Regions from separate parts of the Ovis aries genome. Here region 2 is linked to region 1. The links are chromatin contacts, called in public Hi-C maps. All regions are on one chromosome and are shown on one strand. The core of a region is the stretch at or near the end of the contact, and the rest is flanking DNA. Distances in the headings are between cores, read along the strand shown. Region 1 holds the start of CDCA8 (cell division cycle associated 8). Region 2 holds the start of INPP5B (inositol polyphosphate-5-phosphatase B).

What was found. Hi-C and Micro-C count contacts between places; a contact is called where the count stands out from the background.
Region 2: a Hi-C map of liver shows a contact between it and region 1, with 2.0 times the contacts expected there. The contact joins the promoter of INPP5B here to the promoter of CDCA8 in region 1.

Annotation. Positions count from the first base shown.
Region 1 is chr1:12,499,221-12,505,485 of ARS-UI_Ramb_v3.0, forward strand. It overlaps CDCA8 (cell division cycle associated 8), which reads left to right and starts at 3,157. Exons shown (of 10, transcript XM_060399406.1): 1 at 3,157-3,272; 2 at 3,426-3,548; 3 at 3,689-3,817; 4 at 5,649-5,689. The coding sequence starts at 3,452. It overlaps AIRIM (AFG2 interacting ribosome maturation factor), which reads right to left and starts at 3,001. Exons shown (of 6, transcript XR_009596529.1): 1 at 2,794-3,001; 2 at 2,327-2,604; 3 at 1-130.
Region 2 is chr1:12,699,257-12,705,521 of ARS-UI_Ramb_v3.0, forward strand. It overlaps INPP5B (inositol polyphosphate-5-phosphatase B), which reads right to left and starts at 2,444. Exons shown (of 23, transcript XM_015091873.4): 1 at 2,230-2,444; 2 at 1,331-1,428; 3 at 1,167-1,196. The coding sequence starts at 2,429.

The DNA.
Region 1 (6,265 bases), core at 1,907-4,406:
CACAGAGGGGCTTGCAGCTGAAGCCTGCAGGACAGCATCGAGGCCGATCGCGTCTGCGTGCTGCTCATAGATCTGAAGCACGCGCTCCACGTGGCTGCTGACCACATCACGCACCTTGAGGAGGGTGGCTCTGGAGGGAAAAAGTCTGATATTAGGCAATATGATGAGAAAGGCCTATGGCCAGGTTCTTCAACCTCGGTACCAAGAACATCTTGGACCTGATGATTCTTTGTGGTGGAGGGCTGCACTGTAGGTTGTAGGTTGTTCAGCAGCAACCTGGGCCTCTACCTACTAGATGACAAAAGCAAACTATGTCCCCACCCATCTCAAGCTGTGGCAATCAATACTGTCTCCAGATACTGCCACACATCCCAATGGGAAAAACTGCCTCCGAAGGAGATCTACTGGTCCCAGGTGCCTTGGATGGAGGGGTGGCTTAACAATTAAGAATTGACTTAAAGATGATGAGGCTGAAGTTACATCACTCTCAAAAGCTGTGTGATGGGCCCAGCTGCCAAAGATAGTAAAGACCAAGCAGGCTTTCTGGGACTCCCATAAAGGAGAGGAAATGTTCACACATAGTCTAAGGCCACATATGTGAAAGGAATTAGCAAGAGGAAACTACAGCAATAGAGCAGTCTTGCGCTCATGCTATATCGTGCCCCACCCTCGTGAATTCCTGAATGGGTAAAATTTGAGCTCTTGACGCACACAGATTATTGTCGATCTCAGGAAAGTTACTTATTCTCAATCACGAACAAAAACAAGTCTCTTTTGTTCACTGTGCATCCTAAGTACCTAAAACACTGAGACTGGCCGACAAAGCAACAAACATTTGTCCAGTGAATGAAAAGGACTGTTGTGAAGAGTAAATACAATAATGCATATTAAGCCATTAGGGAAGTACCTAGCTTATGGCAAATTTTATTATTTTTACATGATTATTTTAAAAATTATTATATAATTATTTTAAAAGTTATTATTCCATTAGTGACTCCAAGAGGTCTAGCCATAAGACGAAGGCTACAACTTCCCAAAGGGCAAGGAACTCCCTAGCCTAGAACTGCAGCTTTCAAGTTTGACTGTGACTCACAATAAAAACTAGGCTAAAAATAACAGCCCAATACCCACATAAAAACATGTAATCAACTGAAATAAAAGTTCGCTACCTTAGAATGTATAATGACCTAACTTAACTGACTCTTTTACTCAACTTAGGAACTAAGTCGGCCTTACTATTGTATTCCTGCTGCTGCTGCTGCTGCTGCTGCTGCTAAGTCGCTTCAGTCGTATCCAACTCTGTGCGACCCCATAGACGGCAGCCCACCAGGCTCCCCTGTCCCTGGGATTCTCCAGGCAAGAACACTGGAGTGGGTTGCCATTTCCTTCTCCAATGCATGAAAGTGAAAAGTGAAAGTGAAGTCACTCAGTCATGTCCGACTCTTTGAGACCCCATGGATCGCAGCCTACCAGGCTCTTCCATCCATGGGATTTTCCAGGCAACAGTACTGGAGTCGGGTGCCATTGCCTTCTCCATTGTATTCCTAGCACCTGTGTTTTGCATCCCATGGGTTCTTAATGTTTTTAGTACAGATAAATACAAAGAAGGCCCCCATCTTTGAGTTTCCTATCAGTCTATGGCAAACCCTACACACTAGAACCTTCTTTCATCCTGGTTAAGGGAAGGCCATATGTGCCTTCTCTCTTCTCTATCCCCAATTACCTGTAATTCTAAGATCGAAGGCCTAACATTGGTGCTTCTCCTCGCTCAGACACCAATGTACAGCAGAACAAAGCGGTGGTTAGGAGCTTCTGGCCCCAGTGCCAGAGGCACTCGGATGAGCATCCCAGCTTTACTATTTACTAACTGCCTGAGCACAGGCAATTTGCGTGAGCCTCAGTTTCCTCACTTGAAAAATGGGATTAAGTGAGGTTAAGTCACAGTTGTTGAAAAGATTTTATGAGATAATGTATGTAAAATCCTTGCTGCTGGCACCTACTAAGTTTACAGTGTAACTCCTGCTGCTTTCTACCTAAGGAAAACTACAGTGGAGGGTCAATGAGCTTTCTCCATTGCTTTTCTGTTCTGCTTTGGTAACTTTTACTAAGTCCACCACTGTCATGCCTAGCTGATAAGGGAAATGCCAGAAAATGGTTTTTTGACAGAGAGAGGTCCCACTGCAACAGATGGAAAGGGGGTAAGGCTGTCACATCCCCAAATACCATTCTCTTAAGGAGAAAAACCCCCTTTCTCACTGATCCTAGATTATTAAATACCCAGTTTTAACATCTCTAGGCCAAGAAAGAGCGCCACTGTGCCTCTTACAGCCTCTCTCCTAGCTTGTCCAGGATAGTGTCACCAGCCGCCAGCTGCTTGCGCCTCAGCCGCTCCTTTAGGTCTGGGAAGGCCCGAAGTGAGGGCACATCCTCAAATCGCAGGTTCTGTGTGGCTTGCAGCTGCTCTGCCAGGTTGCTGAGGGAGGCCAGGAGGGGCGGGCAGTCTCTCAGAGCACTCTGCCACAGGCCCTGCTGCTCGTCCACCACAGGAAAGCACTTCCTCAGGGCCTCCTGCACGGCAAGCAAAGGCTGATCTTCAGTCATCTTCTATTGTAGGGGTGAAAACAAAAACAAAACCCAGGAAAAAACAAATATCATTAGGGTCCCAAGTCGACAGGCAAAGGGCCGAGTCAAGGGTGGGAGTTATTTCCGTTCTCAGAGAGGTCCAGCTAAACAAAGTTTGCTCATGTAGGGCCGTCCATCCCTCCCGACAGGTGTTTCTAGCGCGAGTCTTACCTTCAGAGAGGCTCAACCTACCCCTTGGCTTAGGGCAGTTTCAGACTGAAGGTTCACTGGGCCGATCCGTGCTTCCGGAGCCAGAATCTTATCTCCTCTACTTGAGGTTTCCGGCCGCTCTTCTAAACCAGCGGGAAAACAAAACTAAAGCAATAACACTTTAAGGAAATTCCAAGACTCCGCACACCTCCGCTGTGTCTCTGCGCATGCCCAGACGTGGTTACAGAGTCGCGAAAAAGATGCGGTCGGACCGCAATGCCTTCTGGGTGCTGTAGTTTACGTGTGGACTGGCTGCCCAATTGCGAAGCTTCTCTGTGATTGGCTGTTGTGAAACCCTCCTAAGACGGCGGCTTTTTATTGGCCAGCCTTTGGCAGTTTGAATTTGGTGGCGGCGGTCTCACGTCGCTTTCGTCCCGGAGCGGCTCCTTCTCGGCTGAAGCAGCCGGGTTTTTCCTCAGCCCGGGTTTCAGAACCTGCAGGTGGGTGCCTCGCGAATCCTTTATTCCTCGGGCCCGGAAGGGCAGGGGTCCCCAATTCAAACCCCCAGGGGGGCCCTCCACCCTCCCTCGCCCCCTTGCGGCCCCCTCTCCTTCACCATCTCCGCCGCTGACGCCTTGTGCCTCCGCCCCTAGCTCCCCGCAGCCTCCATCGAAGGGCCATGGCTCCGTCTAGGAAGGGCGGCAGTCGGGTGGCTAAGACCAATGTGCTGCGGAACCGAAAGCTCGCCTCCTTTCTTAAGGACTTCGACCGTGAAGGTGAGGGGCGGAGCCCGGGTGGTCGCGGTCACTTGGGGGCAATCGCGGGGTGCTGGAGGACTGGGACGCGGGCAGCAGGGATTCCGGGAACCTTTTCCCCGCGGGGTGACCCGTGCCGTGTCCTCTCTGCCCTCTCGCAGTGCAAATGCGATCCAAGCAAATTCAGTCAGACAGGCAGAACCTCCTCAAAGAGTTGGATAACCTGTACAACATTGAGATCCTGCGACTCCCCAAGGCGCTGCGCGAAATGAACTGGCTCGAATACTTCGGTAAGAGCTCCTGGTCTTTCCCCAGGCCTCGGCCTGGAGCCCTTCTGTGGTTACCATGGCAGCTTTTATCTTCTCAATGAGGTCTTAGAAGGAAATTGCAGGCCTACTCCTCCCCGATCCGTCTCACCTCCCTGCTTTTCTTCTTAGCACTTTCCCTCATCTTCCTCTGCAGGCAGGCAAATATTTTCTCTAAAGGAGGAGATAATAAGTATTTTAGGCTTTGTAGGCCAGAAGGTTCTCTGTCCAAACTACTCATGCTGTTATAGTTCAAAAACAGCTGTAATGAATGGGCATAGCTGTTTTCCAACAGAAATCTATTTATGGAAACACTGAAATGTGAATTTGACAGATTTCAGATTCCATGTGTCATGAAATACTCTTTTTTTGAGGGGGGTGGTGTTTTATCTAACCATTTAAAAGTGAATGAATGAATAGATTGTTACCAGAGCACAGATGGAAGGATAACTCCAACCAGCTCTTTCTTTAGCTTATGGAAATCACCAATTTATACACGAGCAAACAAATTGCAAAGTGCAAGGACTCGAAGAGTTTTCCTGGTCAGAGGAAAACCCCACCCTGTTCCCTACCCTACCCCCTGGTTAAACGTCCAAAGAAATGCAAGAGGCTGTCCTTTTGCTGGGTTACCCTTTTACTATTTTCTTATGATTAATTACCCACTAGGTAGCCTGCTACCTGGATAGAAATGCACGTTCTGCTCACATAGATGTCATTTAATGATCCTTTTGGAGTTTCTCTTTTATTTATTAATCTATTTGTGCATTTCTGTAAATATTCATTGAGCATGTGTTAGTCACAATATTGGGTGCTGAAGATGCATTGGGAAATAAAACAGACGTTATCCTTGCCTCCAGGAACTTACAAGTTAGTAGAGAAGACTTGTTCTAAAAATTTGGACATGATTATATATTTAAAATTATAAGTACTACAAAAGAGTAAAGTAGTGGTCAATAAGCACATTTATATAGTGCTTTCTATGCCAGACAGGCATTGTGTTTTCCAATGTTAACTGAAAAACCAAGTGTTTTCCATATATTAACTGATTTCATCCTCATAACAAACATATTAGTTGTTGATTTTATTCCTGCTTTGTAGATGACAAGATTAAAGCACAGAGATTGTTTGCTTAAAGTCTCGTAAGCCAATTAGTGACATATTTGAATGTAGGCATTCTGGTTCCAAAGTCTGAGTTTTTAACTGTTATACAGGATACTACCAGCACTTCCAGCAGGAGGACTCTAACCTAAGTTTTTATTCTACATCTAAATCTTGCGAAGATCTCTTCATTCAGTACACATTTACATCATATATACTGATGACATATTTTTTACCAGAAGCTGTGGATATTATTTTTGTCCTTGAGTTCAGTTCAAGGCAGGGTTGGGCGCTTCTACAGCTTTGAGCAGTTGCTGCATATGATGATAGTGAGCAACTAACTCGATACACTGCAGCAATCTGCTGTGAGAGAAAAATAAGCAGAGTTTGGGGTTTGAGCTGGGTTTTGAAAGATGAATTCCAACTTTGTAGAGTGCAGGGGATTATTTCAGGCAGGAGAAATAACTATCAGAGCCCTGAGTCATGAGACAGTGGCACCTTTGGGAAATAACAGTCACTTTGGTGTAGTGGGACTTGTAGTAGGTCATGAAGGGAACAGTCAAGCTTGGAGAAAGATGAGACTAGGTTGTAGAGGCTCCTGAATGTTGGACTAAGGACTTAATCTGGTCCAGTGTAAGGGAAGTGGTCATATTAGGGAAGACAGTTTGTTAATTAAATTATTATAACCTAGTAACCAAGCAAATTGTTCTTTTCAAAGCCCTTGGAGGAAACAAGCGGGCCCTGGAAGAAGCAGCAACAGTAAGTGACTTCTATTTTTGAACTCTTGGTTAGTTTTCAGTTTAGTCCGTCCACAAAATTCAGCGGTGGGTGCTGACTGTGGAACAAGTTCCAGAGGGGACATTACTGATGTCAGCTAAAAGATTATAGTTGTTGAATGCTGAGTACATGAAGGCCAAGTAGTTCCAAGGTTTATAGAGAAATAGTCCTATTTGGGGCAGGTTCCTTGCAGCTCTTTGCCCTGAGCTTTGCACCTTAACAAAATGTTCATAGTTAATATTCTAATATTAATCGTCCCCATTCTTCTAGCCATAGCATTTCTCACACTAGTTGAACGAAAAGTCCTAGGCTAGGGGAGAAGTAGAAAACCAAGCTCCTTTAAACCCCTGGCTTGCTAGGGGACAAAGAAACTATTCCCTTTTCACATCATACTCTAGAAGCTGTGCTCTTGGTTGGGACTCTCAGGATTCCCCACTCACTCTCACCTCCTTCCCCCCGGCATGATTACTAGGACTCAAGGCAGTATGAGGCAGAACAGAGTTTAGATCAGTACTGTCTGTTACAATAGCCACCAGACGTGTAACTTTAATTAAAATG
Region 2 (6,265 bases), core at 1,194-3,693, 200 kb after region 1:
GGTAGCATATTAAAAAGCAGACACTGCTTTGCTGACAAAGGTCCATCTAGTCAAAGCTGTGGTTTTTTTCAGTAGTCATGTTTGGATGTGAGAGTTGGACCATAAAGAAAGTTGAGTGCTGAAGAATTGATGCCTTTGAACTGTGGTGTTGGAGAAGACTCTTGAGAGTCCCTTGGACTGCAAGGAGATTCAACCAGTCCACCCTAAAGGAAATCAGTCCTGGGTGTTCACTGGAAGGACAGATGCTGAAACTGAAGCTTCAATATATTGGCTACCTGATACAAAGGACTATCTCACTGGAAAAGGCTTTGAGGCTGGGAAAAATTGAAGGCAGGAGAAGGGGACAACAGAGGATGAAATGGTTGGATGGCATCACCAACCTGACGGATGTGAGTTTGAGCAAGCTCCAGGAGTTGGTGATGGACAGGGAAGCCTGGCGTGCTGCAGTCCATGGGGTAGCAAAAAGTTGGACATGACTGAGCAACTGAACTGAACTAGACAGTCTAGCAAAGAAGATAGATATTAAACAGGTCACTAGATAATTAGGGGCTTCCCAGGTGGCGCTAGTGGTAAAGAACCCGTCTGCCAATGCAGGAGACTTAAGTGGCACAGGTTTGATCCCTGGGTCAGGAAGATCCCCTGGAGGAGGGCATGGCAACCCACTCCAGTATTCTTGCCTGGAGAATCCTATGGACAGAGGAGCCTGGCAGGCTACATAGTAAAGAGTCCAACATGACTGAAGTGACTTGGCACAGAACATAAGCAATTAAATCACTGTGAATGACAGAGAGGTGGCAAGGATGAGAAAAAGGAATGTGTGTGAGGTACAAACACTTTCAGGATACAGACAATCTCAGGAGCTCAACAAAGGCTTTCTGGGGAAACTGAGTGTGCAGTGAAGCCCTGAAGGAGTGAGGGCTTTGAGGAAGAGGGAGCTGCGTGGGCAGGGGCTCTGTGGTGAAAACTTGTCACGTGTGAGGTGCTTGGAAAGGCAGAGGGTTCCAAGTTCAGCAAGTAGGAAAGAGAGTGACTGGATTGATGAGCGGGGCTAATCCAACAGGGTCTTGTGTGCCACAGTGAGGTGATCAGAGGGTACTCTTCACCCCACTCCTCTCTCTGCAGATCCTGTGCTCAAGGACCCAACTCAGACTGAAAGGACCACTCACCAAGAATGTAGAGCTCACCATCCGGGGACACTGCAGGGAGGGAAAGGAAAAGGCCCTTAGCCATTGAGCATCATCCTTGCTCCTACCACCCCACCCCCAATAAGGGCAGAAATGACCTGGGAGCCCTGAGGAGAGGGATCATCCCATCCCGCCCACTGTGGCACCTTCTTCCAGTGTGAAATCCCGAGAGACTGGCACGATCTGGTCCAAGGAGACATCGTCCCCGGTAATGGCCATCCTCCGGTGCGTATACAGGAAGAGACTGAGGGCAGGAAGCATCGTAAGGCCAGGGTGCACGCGGCCATTCCTCAGTCCACCGTGGAAGCCTCAGGGTGCTCGGCTCGCATTCCCTCCTTGGTCCCTGGGGGGTGTGCTCGTGCCTCTCTGCACAATGGTGCCCATCAGAGACTGATGGGTCATCAAGGCTGGACTTGCCTCACTTTGGGGACTAACCCCGCTTTGTTAGTAAAACCCATGCATAATCTCCCCCTTGTGCATTCTAGGACTGTGTGTGACAAGAACAGGGCAATCCTCACCTCCTCCTCTCCCTCCCTGAACCTCAGTTTTTCCATCTGTAAAGGAAGAGTGATGGGTTCAAAAATGTCTAAGGCTCCTCCTTCCCAGATCTGAGACCCTGAGGGTCATTTTTCAGCTGTGAGAACTTTGATCATTATTCTTGCTCTGTTTCTAGAGCAAGGTGGGTGGGTGGGTGTTACTAGCAACATTTATGCAGCCCTTTTAAAGTGCTTCACAGCATTTTAACTACTTTATATGCAGAAACTCATTTTAATCTTTAGTTTGGACACATTGAGGTTTGCTCAAGATGTAACAAAGCCTAGGTTGGAATCCAAGACAGTTAGGCCATGGGGTTTCTCATCAGATTTTGAGGACTATATGAGCTATTAATACATAGGGCTGGGCATATAGTGTTCAGAAACTATTAACCATCATTATTATAATTATTCTAGAAGCCTCAGACTCTGTTCTAGAAGGTGTGAAATCCAGCTGGAGGGACGATGGAAACAATAAACCCAAACAGGCAAGGCCCAATTCCATCACTTACGCGTGTTCCTGGCCACCTCGCTCCGGACAGCAGCGCACGAGTCCCAGGAGGCGGCTCTGCCTGCTGTCGCCCTCGCACAGCACACCTTGCACCGCCTGCCGCTCAGGGTCAAGGCAAAGGGAAAGGAAGCCTGCATCCAGGCCTTGCCCAACCCGGCCCGCCCCACCAGACTTGCCCTGGCTTGCTCTGCCCTCACCCATGCGGGTTTACTGTGTGACCCTGGGCAGGTCCCTTCACCTCTCTGACACTTTCTCATCTGTGAAATAGGGATATCAACCCCCAACTTCACAGGGGGTGGGAGGATAACTGAGTATTTAAAGCATAAGGCAGAGAGTCCAGAACTGAGTACTTAGTAAGTACTGGTTTCCTTCCCTCCACCCCCGGGTCCCCCCTCCCCCCATGGCACAGAGAGAGGGAGGCAACCAGAGAGACACGTAGACACCTGCCATTCCACTTCCCAAGCCCAGGCAGGGAGGCCCTGGGGCTGGGAGCTGCAGGCTGCAGGGAAGGATATGATGACGCAATAGTCCCCATCAGCCAGGGTCTCCTGGATGGCCACAGACTGGTCCATGCCGGCCCCTGCACACCCTGGGGAAGGGCAGAAGGGAGGCCCTTTATGTCAACACGTCACCCAGGATGTGATGGAGTTGCCTCTGAGGACCGCTGGCAGGGAGGCGGGGCTCTGCTGGGAGAAGGTGGAGGAGGCCCCATCGTCTCCCTCCTCCTCCCCCTTTGCCATCCTTTGCCTCTGATGGGAGGTACAATTTGCTATGCCACCCTCTGTCCTGAAGGGCATCCAGTCGCTCCTTAGTGGGATCCAGTCTACTTGCTGGCCGTGCGGTGCCCTGTCCCATTACCGGAGAGGAGGATATGGTCTTAATTGCTCAGGGATGGGGGCTCTGCCTCCCTTTTGGGGGAGCAGTGTTAGTTCTGCTAATAGCTGTCTGGGAGGTGTCAGGGGTGTATCTGCATGTATCTTGGGAAGGGAGTGTCTCATTCTGGACCAGGACTCCAGTCCTGTCCCTCTTGCCTTGGAGATGGGCAAGTGTCCCGTTACTCCTTGGCCCTCCCCCAGCCCAGCAGGCCACATTGCATCAGCCAAAGGCTACGGGTGTCCAGTTCTGACAGCCTCAGGACAGGGTACCCAGCCCTCAGCTTGCCCAGTCCCTCCTGCCCAGCCCTGCCCTGGCTTCCCCGCTCCGCACTCACTCCTGGCCCCCTGTTATTGCTGCCTACCTCCTGAGCTGTCACCGCTGCTGGGTGTGCGGAACCTCGGCCGGGACCCGGTCAATGACTACATTTCCCAGCAGCCCCTATGCCACACGATGGTCAGCCAGCCTGCAAGTCCCAGCATGCTGTGCCAATGTGGGGGTTGGGGGGGCTCCCCCCCCCTGCCCGTTAACTCCTTAAGTCCTGTGGTACCCTCGGCTCCCTATTCTGGAAAGCTTTTCCTAAGGACTCCCCTCGACATCCTCAGCCCTCGAGCGGCCAGAGTTCCTTATCCAGGCCCTGGAAGGAAGATGGTCACTTTAAGGGAAAACGTTTTCTCAGTTTCATCCTCAGCTCCTCGCACTTCCACGCAGGCCAACACTGGCCTCTACTGGAACACTTCCTCCCCAGGTACCTATCCTGTCCTAGCTTCAGAGAGAACAACACTATGAAGAACCGCATACCCCCATTTTCCAGGTGGAGAAACTGAGACTCAGAGAGGTTAAGCGTCCTGACCAAGGTCTCACAACTGAAACGTGTGACTCCAACTTCCATGCCACGGACACTGCCACCCACGGCCACATTTCCTTCCTTAGCCTCAGCAGGGGTGTGTGACGGGAGGACACTGCCACCCACGGCCCCATTTCCTCCCTTAGCCTCAGCAGGGGTGTGTGACCAGCCGTCCTGCCTGCCTCACAGGGCTGTGTGAGGAAAAGGGAGGCTAACACGTGTTGTCAGGGGTGTGACTGTGTGTCATACGCAGTGTCTGTGCTGAGGCCCCATCCTCTCTCCTCAGGAGGAGAGACAGCAAGGGAGGGGGTCCCCGCTCAGCACTCACGACAGCCCGAGCCTGCACTTCGGTATTCTCCAGCCCTTTCCCCTGATTCACTGGCCACTGGGCAAGGCTTTCCTCCTTTGGGGCCTGCCCTTCTCCACCTAAGATAAGGAGGCTGCTCCAGATGGACAGAAGGGCCAGCTCAGATTAGGGTGTCGAGGACCAGTCTCTCCCAGTCTATTGGCCTTTTCACGAAGCTGTAAGCTCCCTGAGGACAGGCTGTATCTTTTCCTTATCACTCCAGTGTTGTTTCTGGCATACAAACTGACCCTGAGAACATGTTTATTGAGTTAGTGAGTCATCTTAATGAGTACTTTTTCTCTTAAGCTCTGACCCAAACTGAAGGGTCAGTGCTGGAGAAGGAGTGACCGTGTGACTTCTAGTCCATTCCCCGTCCTTTTCCCCTAAGCTCAGAGTTGCTGCCCTAGCGACCAGTTTGAATAAGCAAATCTCTTCCAGAAAAAGTAACTTCTTCCCAATTTTCTTTTCCTGGAAATATCCATAGCACAAATGGAGCTCAAGTTTATTTGAATTTGGTTTCAGAGCTGAGTTGAGGATGAGGGTAAAGGGGATTGATTCACACCCTTCGAGATAAAGAGGGCTGAGGTCACTTCAGGAAATCCGGGGAACCCCAATTCCAGCCCCCTCTTTGTGTCAAAGTCTGGGGAGGGTCAGGGAAAAGTGGACAGGGACGAGCATTTCGTTTTTGGCTTCTGCTGTTTTTTTTTGGCCACACAGAGGCATAGGGAATCTTAGTTTCCCAACCACGGATCACACTTGCACCCCCTGCACTGGAAGGACAGAGTCTTAACCATTGGACTATCAGTGAAGTCCCAGGACTGGGCACATTTTACAGATAAAGAAACTGCTCCTGCAGGACTTTGGGGTCCTTGTACTTGATGGGGATCAGATAGGAGATTGTTCTGTTTTATCAGACAAAACTCCAGCCTGCCCCCTTGGAGGGCATCATGTTCAGGCCTAGGCCCTGGGAACATCTAGCACAGAGCTGCAGTCTTGATAAATCCCTTTCACTAAAGATACAGTCACAGGAATCAGAGCTGGCAGTGGGCCTGGCAACTTCCAGGGCCTAAAGGGTCTTCCTGCCTGCTGCTACCTGACTCAGCCTGGCCTAGCTAGGTGAGCAGGACCAAGAGCAGGGCAGAGTGGAGGAGAAGCAGCCCCAGCCAGGGTCCCGTGCAGGGGGCTCCTGGTGGCCCCTGGTGCTGCCCTGTTGAAATGGAGGTTCCCATCCAGCTGGAGGCAGCTGTCAGGGGCCGAGGCTTGGCAGCACTCTTGGTAGCGGGGCTGACCCACAGCCCCATGACACCTGGGGGTCCCTGCCAGACAGGCCTGGCTGCACCCTGCAGAGTGGCCTGAGCTGGATTGTTTCAGCTACAAGAAGAGATGGGACTATTCATTCTCCCCTTGCCTTCGTTCCCCATTCATGGAGGCAAAAAGTGTTAAGTGGGGGACGTCCCTGGTTGTCCAGTGGCTAAGACTCCATGCTCCCAATGCAGGGGGCCAGGATTCAACCCCTAGTCAAGGAACTAGATGCCACAGTCCACAACTAAGGCCAGATGCAGCCATAACTAAATATTGGGGAAAAAAAAAAAGTGAAGTGGAGCTATGGGCTGAGTCGGACTTCACTGGGCCGCTGGTTCCCAGCCAGCTAGTTCCCAGAGAACATACAAGGCGATCAGAAACAAGGGGCATGTCACGGGGACTTGGAGAATTCCAGCTGCCATCCTGGATTTCAGCATTATGTGGAGCTAAGAGGGGTCCAGCAGCCTGGGCCCTAGCAGGTCTAGCTCCAGCCAGATTCAGCTGCCGACCCCGCTCTGTCCAGGCAGGAGGAGGCCTGCAGTTCTAAGGGAGGGCAGCGCTGGACCTTGGAGCACTCCAGGGCCCCACCTCACAGAAGTGCAGGCCCTCAGTCACTTTGAAGCAGTCACTGCCTTGGCAGGAGAAGGTGAGACAGGGTTTCCTCTGGAA